Regions from separate parts of the Oryctolagus cuniculus genome. Here region 1 is linked to region 2. The links are chromatin contacts, called in public Hi-C maps. All regions are on one chromosome and are shown on one strand. The core of a region is the stretch at or near the end of the contact, and the rest is flanking DNA. Distances in the headings are between cores, read along the strand shown.

Evidence for each region. Hi-C and Micro-C count contacts between places; a contact is called where the count stands out from the background.
Region 1: a Hi-C map of psoas muscle shows a contact between it and region 2, with 13 times the contacts expected there. The contact joins two enhancer-like sites. A contact is called at or near these places in 3 of 6 Hi-C or Micro-C datasets (ear pinna, psoas muscle and an unstated tissue).

Annotation. Positions count from the first base shown.
Region 1 is chr2:191,258,078-191,261,049 of mOryCun1.1, forward strand. It overlaps E2F6 (E2F transcription factor 6), which reads left to right. Exons shown (of 7, transcript XM_002722396.5): 6 at 1-25; 7 at 553-2,063. The coding sequence ends at 602. Among named protein-coding and RNA genes, the nearest start is that of E2F6, 12 kb to the left of the region's middle. Within about 2 kb of position 1,409, at least 1 of the 8 cell types and tissues checked has an H3K27ac peak or open chromatin away from gene starts, as enhancers often do.
Region 2 is chr2:191,152,153-191,155,141 of mOryCun1.1, forward strand. GREB1 (growth regulating estrogen receptor binding 1) reads right to left here. Exons shown (of 33, transcript XM_070069452.1): 7 at 2,921-2,989. Among named protein-coding and RNA genes, the nearest start is that of NTSR2, 58 kb to the left of the region's middle. Within about 2 kb of position 1,324, at least 1 of the 8 cell types and tissues checked has an H3K27ac peak or open chromatin away from gene starts, as enhancers often do.

The DNA of each region.
Region 1 (2,972 bases), core at 159-2,658, 110 kb after region 2:
AAGGGTCCGGAGCGCCCCGAGCAAGGTAAACGCACGCCCTTTGTGGCTGGGAAGATGGAGCCCAGCGGTTTCAGTGTGTGTGACTTTGAGTGCGCTCTGTGACCTTCAGGTACCTGTCCTCTTCCTGTCCGCAAAAACCTGAGTTAAAAAGTAAGCCCCGGCTGGCGCCACGACTCACTAGGCTAATCCTCCGCCTTGCGGCGCCGGCACACCGGGTTCTAGTCCCGGTCCGGGCGCCGGATTCTGTCCCGGTTGCCCCTCTTCCAGGCCAGCTCTCTGCTGTGGCCCGGGAGTGCAGTGGAGGATGGCCCAAGTACTTAGGCCCTGCACCCCATGGGAGACCAGGAGAAGTACCTGGCTCCTGCCATCGGATCAGCGCGGTGTGCCGGCCTCAGTGGCCATTGGAGGGTGAACCAACGGCAAAGGAAGACCTTTCTCTCTGTCTCTCGTCTCTCTCTCTCACTGTCCATTCTGCCTGTCAAAAAAAAAAAGGAAGCCCCTTCTCCTCTCAGACCCTCACTGAGGCGACTGCTCTCCTGTGTGCCTTTTCAGAAGAAAATCCGCCCCAGCAAGGGGAAGCGTTGCCTGAGACGAACAACTGAGGGTGTTTGAGTTCACGGACTGCGCCGTCGCGAACGTCCCGGATGGTTAACTGCGTCACGTCCGAGCAATAAATCCTCCCCGACGTGCGCTCAGCACAGCATCGGCCGCGCTGCGCAGGCCACTGCCCAGATTGCTGGGTGATCTCGGTTCCTGCATCCGGCGACTCAGTGACGTGGGCAGCTCGCCTCCCGAGACTCGGGACACACGGGCAGCGGAGCTCCGGGACACGGCCCTCCCCGCGAGGGAGGAAGAGGTTGCCTTATACCGCTTCGTGCGTGCGCTCGCGAATCTGACTGGTCTCTGCAGATCTGTATAACGGCGAAGTCTCACGAGCTCTGTCCAGGTGACGCATCGCACCCTGTACAGCCCAGATAACGCGCACGCGGGCAGTGGCGGACAGGCGCCCTCGTAGCTCGGGGCTCTAACTTGCTAGGCCCCTCTGGGTGCGGGTTACAGGAGAGCTTTCCCCGGCTTCTGCGTGTGGAAGGGCCGTGGCTGTGCTCCACGGTTGAGTCCTCGGGTTTAATTAAAGTGTTTTAATATGGAGCCCAGGGTTCACGCTGGATACAGACAGCGGCTGACCTCAGCTGCTGCAGAGTGCCCGTGTCCCAGCGGCTCGTGGTGCAGGTTGGAAGCCGAGCTGTTCTGCAGACCGGCTCTGTGCACTGTTCTGTACTCCGTGCGCAGTGATGCCCCGCCCCCTCAGCCCTGGCCCCGCCCATCCAGCACCTGGCTCTTCTACCTCATGGGGCGAGTCACTCACCCCCGTGCCTCAGCTTGCTCAGTCGTTGGCCACTCTACTGTGAGCCCCCGAGGGCCTTTGTCACCGTCATCGTCCGTCCCAGCGCTGGGCAGCGCCCCGACCTGTAGAGTGCCCCCTGCGTGTCTGAGCTGGCAGAGTGAGGGTTGGTGACGCCTGCCTGCGGCAGGTGTGTGTGCTGGGCTTTGCTGGCGCAGGGGTCAGCACCGCAGCATCCACGCACACCCTTTCACAAGAAGTTGTTAAAACAAGCCAAAGAAAAGCACAGGGCACTGTCCGTCGTCATTGGGCTAGCTGGGGATTTTTTTTTCTTTTTGATAGTATAGGAACAATGGGTATAGGGTGAACGAGTTTTAGGCTTAATGAAAATGAGGATTTGGGCAAGGAGTTTGTGTGTCAGTCGGTGCCCACCCCATGTATTGGGTTGGACAGATGTCAAGTTCAGGTTCTGTGTGAGAGTTTACACTGGGGTCACGTCGAGAGAATGCAGAAGGGAAGAGAACCAGGAATACACGGACATTTAAGAACAGAAGAAGGAATAAGGAGAGGAAAACCGGGGAAGGGGGTGTCCAGACAGCAGGGGGGCACTGCCGAGGCCGGGAGTCCTGCTTCTGGTGGTCCCGGGGTCGCGCGGGAACGTGCGGGCAGCAGTCCCCTGCGTGTTTGTGTCTTCTGTAAATGAACATCTTGCCACCCCGTCTGCTGGTGTTCTGCCTCTTCTTTTCACTCCCGCCCATCCCAAGCCCCTCCCGCCTTGCTTTCAGAGGCCCCGTGTTTCCCGGGTCTCCTCTCCGCTGAGGGCCACACCTCTTCGTTTTGTTTTTTAGCAAGAGTTCCAGAGAGGGAGAGACAGAGATCGTTTGCCTGCTGGTTCACCCTCCGCCTGGCTAGTCCAGGCCAAAGCCAGGAGCTTCGTCTGTGTCTCCCACGTGTGCGCAGGGCCCCAGACATCGGGGCCGTCTTCCGCTGCTCTTCCCAGGCCATTAGCAGGGAGCTGGATCGGAGCAGAGCAGCTGGGACATGGATGGCGACGCACACCTGACACACCGGACACTGCAGGCCTGCCCCAGGCTCACTGGCTGATCTTGTCACACCTCGCTGGCCCCTGCCACACCCCGTCTAGTGCTGGAAACCGTCTCTGCGCCCTTGCTCTTCTCCGACCCCAGCCTCCCCTGCCTCAGATCCGCATCCCGGCCGCACCCTGCCCTCCGTGTCCTCCTGTCCTGCACGCGGCCTGTGCACGGCTCTCGGGAGTAGACGTGTATCTGCAGGGGCTGCTGGGCCTTCCTGGTGGGCAGCCTGTGCCCAGGGCAGGGGCTGTGGGTTTCCCACGTTGATGCAGGTTCACTAACCAGGTTTTGATGGTTGGTTTACTTAATTTTTTGAAAAATATTTATTTATTTATTTATTTATTTGAACAAGCAGAGGCAGAGAGAGGTCTTCCATCTGCTGGTTCACTCCCCAGTTGGCCACAATGGCCAGAGCTGTGCCAATCTGGAGCCAGGAGCCTCCTCTGGGTCTCCCACATGGGTGCAGGGGCCCAAGCTCTTGGGCCATCTACTGCTTTCCCAGGCCATAGCAGAGCTGGATTGGAAGAGGAGCAGCCAGG
Region 2 (2,989 bases), core at 74-2,573:
CGTGTGTGATATTTTATTTTTAAATCACGGCTCCGTGAGGGTTTGAGCCATCCGAGGAAAGACCCAGGCATAAGGAACGCGCTGTCCATTCTGTAAATGTCACATCCCACAGGGGTGCACGTGGTAACCTTGGGTTCTTCTATCTCTAAAATGGGATCATCAGACCTACTCTGAAAGTGGATCCATCAGGACCACAGAGAGCACCTTGTGCGACACGCAAGAATGGTGGCTCCGTGGCCACCATCTGTACATTTCCCATGTATCTCCCAAGACTCGGGAGGGAGAGAAAACGTGTTTTGGGAGAGGAGCTGCAGCCACATTCCAGTCACCAGCCCAGCGTCACCACGTGGGGGCAGCACCGACCCATCTGTGCGGCCCTGCCCACCCCAGCTAACTTCAGACTGGAAAGCCCACTGGGTGCAGAAGCCAGCAGCCGTGCTGCTCGTGAGCCCTCCAGCCCACCCCAGCCAACAACGCGCTCCAGGCTGGAGTCCCAGTGAGGCGCAGTACCCAGAAGTTACCGCGGCTTCTCTGCCGATGTGACAGAAAGCTCCCCCACACATGCAGCTCCGTGTCCCCACCGAGTGCCACCTGCAGCAGACTCGACCCCCTCCCAGCCTGCAGGTGGGGGCCCGGCATCTGCTGCCCGGAGCTCCCTGGCCCACCCACGCGGGGCAGAGCCCAGCCTAGGAGAGCAGCGCCTCCCCAGGTATGATGGAGGAGGGGCCGCACAGACGGGCGTGCGCTCACTAGAGCAGTCCATCCGGGGCCCGGGAATCAGCTCACCACCCTCACGAGCTGCCCAGCTCATCCTGCCGCACGCCGCCCACTCCTGAAAGTAGCCCCGAAGCATTTCTTCCCCTGCTTTAGGAAGTGGACACAAAGGTCCAACGGGCGGGCATTTAGCCTAGCAGTGAGGCACCTGCGCCCCACCAGAGCGTCTGGGTTCAGGCCCCAGCTCCAGCCCCTGCTCCAGCTTCCTGCTAAGGCAATGGTGATGGTTCAAGTGACCCGGCCCCTGCCTCCCACAGGGGAGACCCGGGTTGAGTTCCCGGCTCCCAGCTGCCACCGTTGGCCATTGCAGACATCTGGAGATGAAGCAATGGATAGGAGCTCTGTTCGCCTGCCTCTCAAAGAAATAAAGTCGTTATGTTTTTAACATGAAAAAATGTAAAGCACAAAGAGGGTACAAAGAACTCAAACTCGTGGGCTCCTTCCTCCCTGCCTGCAACCTTGGCGGTGGCCGCTGTCGCCGCCCTGTGACACCAAGCCCCTGGCTCTCCCAGCGTCCCTCCCAGTGCACGGAGCTGCTCCCCGACAGACGCAGCAGCCTGCCAGCTCCTCCTCCCTCGGGGACTCTGAGCCCGGGAGCTCTCCCCGCACGATGGCCCCAGGAGCCGTCCCGGCAGTGCCAAGGTCTCGTGACCTTCGGGGACCTGGTTCTCCATGACGCAGCCCAGTCGGTGCACTAACTGCCAGCAGGACCCCCTGTGTGGGCCAACAACTCCATCTGTGATCCGCAGGTTTCCTGCCCCGCTCAGCGGGTGGCTCCTTCCCCACCCTGCCCTGACAGTCACACTTGCCTGGGCTGAGACGGTGCTCGGGAATTGGGAATTAGCCTGTGTGGGACAGGGGCCCGAGCGCCCGCGGCAGCCTGGGAAGCCGCCCAGTATTTTACATTGCAAAGTCCGGCCAGACTCCTAACTTTAAGGTGGTCCCAGCCTCCCCGCTAAGGCAGGCACCCAGGGGAATCCTCTCTGCCCAGCTGCCAAGCGGGCGCTCAGCCCGGGAACACCAGGCTCATAAAACCTGGGGTGGAATGTCACCTGCTTCACACCCAGCAAACCCCGTGTGCGTCTAGTAGGAGAGGGAGGGGGAGGAGAAACAGCAGGAAGACCGGCACCTGTTCCCTTACAAGCCTGGGTCTGAATACAGACCAAGCTCTCGGCCTGCCAGGTGCATTCGCTCCAATACGCTATGTCCCCTAGCTCTCCCCAGCCTGGGTGCCCGGCTCTCTCGCTCAGATCCCGTCCGGAGAGGCGCCCATCCATTCTGACGGCCGCATGGTCCCATCACACCTTGCCACCACCCGTGTCTCAGGTCTGGACCCCTTCCACCACCTCCGCTGACAGCACCGGGACCCCAGGGGCCCGAGAAGGAAGCCTGGCTACAGAGGGTGGCCCCCATGCTGAGCTCAGGCAGGCGGATGCACAGGGGACAGTGGTGGGAACGCTCCAGCTTGAGAGACGGGGAGCAGATCCCCAGGTGCCACTGCCCCTGTCTTCCTCAAGCCCCTCCTCCCACAGGAAGGCCGCCCCACCCCTTCACGCACCTCCCCCTCACCCATTCCCTCACTTCCTCAGCCTTCTGCACTCACTTCCTCCCGCGCCATCTCTTCCGGTCTCCAACTCCAATATCACCTCCTCCAGGAAGCCTCACTGAGGATGCTGCCGCAGACGGCCACGGCTGGTACCACTCAGTGAGAGGTCCACGGGCTCCGACCCAGGGGCACCACCTCATTCATCCTCTTACCACCCTCGGGGCAGAACCCCGCCTCCAGGTAGGGAGACCTGCCCAAGGTGTCCCGGCTGACGAGGGGCAGGCTGGGGTCTTGAATCCACTCATCTGACTGTGAGGCCCAGGCCCGTCCCCGGCAGCATGCTGTCCCCTTCTCCAACACACAAGGTCTCCCGTGGTCACCACCAGCCTCCCCTGCTCCTTGGCACACACAACGTCTGCCCTGTGTGGCTCCCTGGGCACCAGGGACCAGGCGCAGAGCCGCCGTCTGAGCAGGCACCTGCTGACCTGGCCCGACCCCCACTGTAGAAACAGCAGCCTCCAGGGGCTCCAGCAGCCTGGCTGGCCTTGGCCTGGCAATGAGCAGCCTCCCCCCACCAGGGGCCAGGACCTGCAATGCTACCTAAGGCCGCGGGCCTCGGCGGCACAGGCAGGTTACTCTTCGGCAACTGCTGGTGCTTTGGCGAGTCTC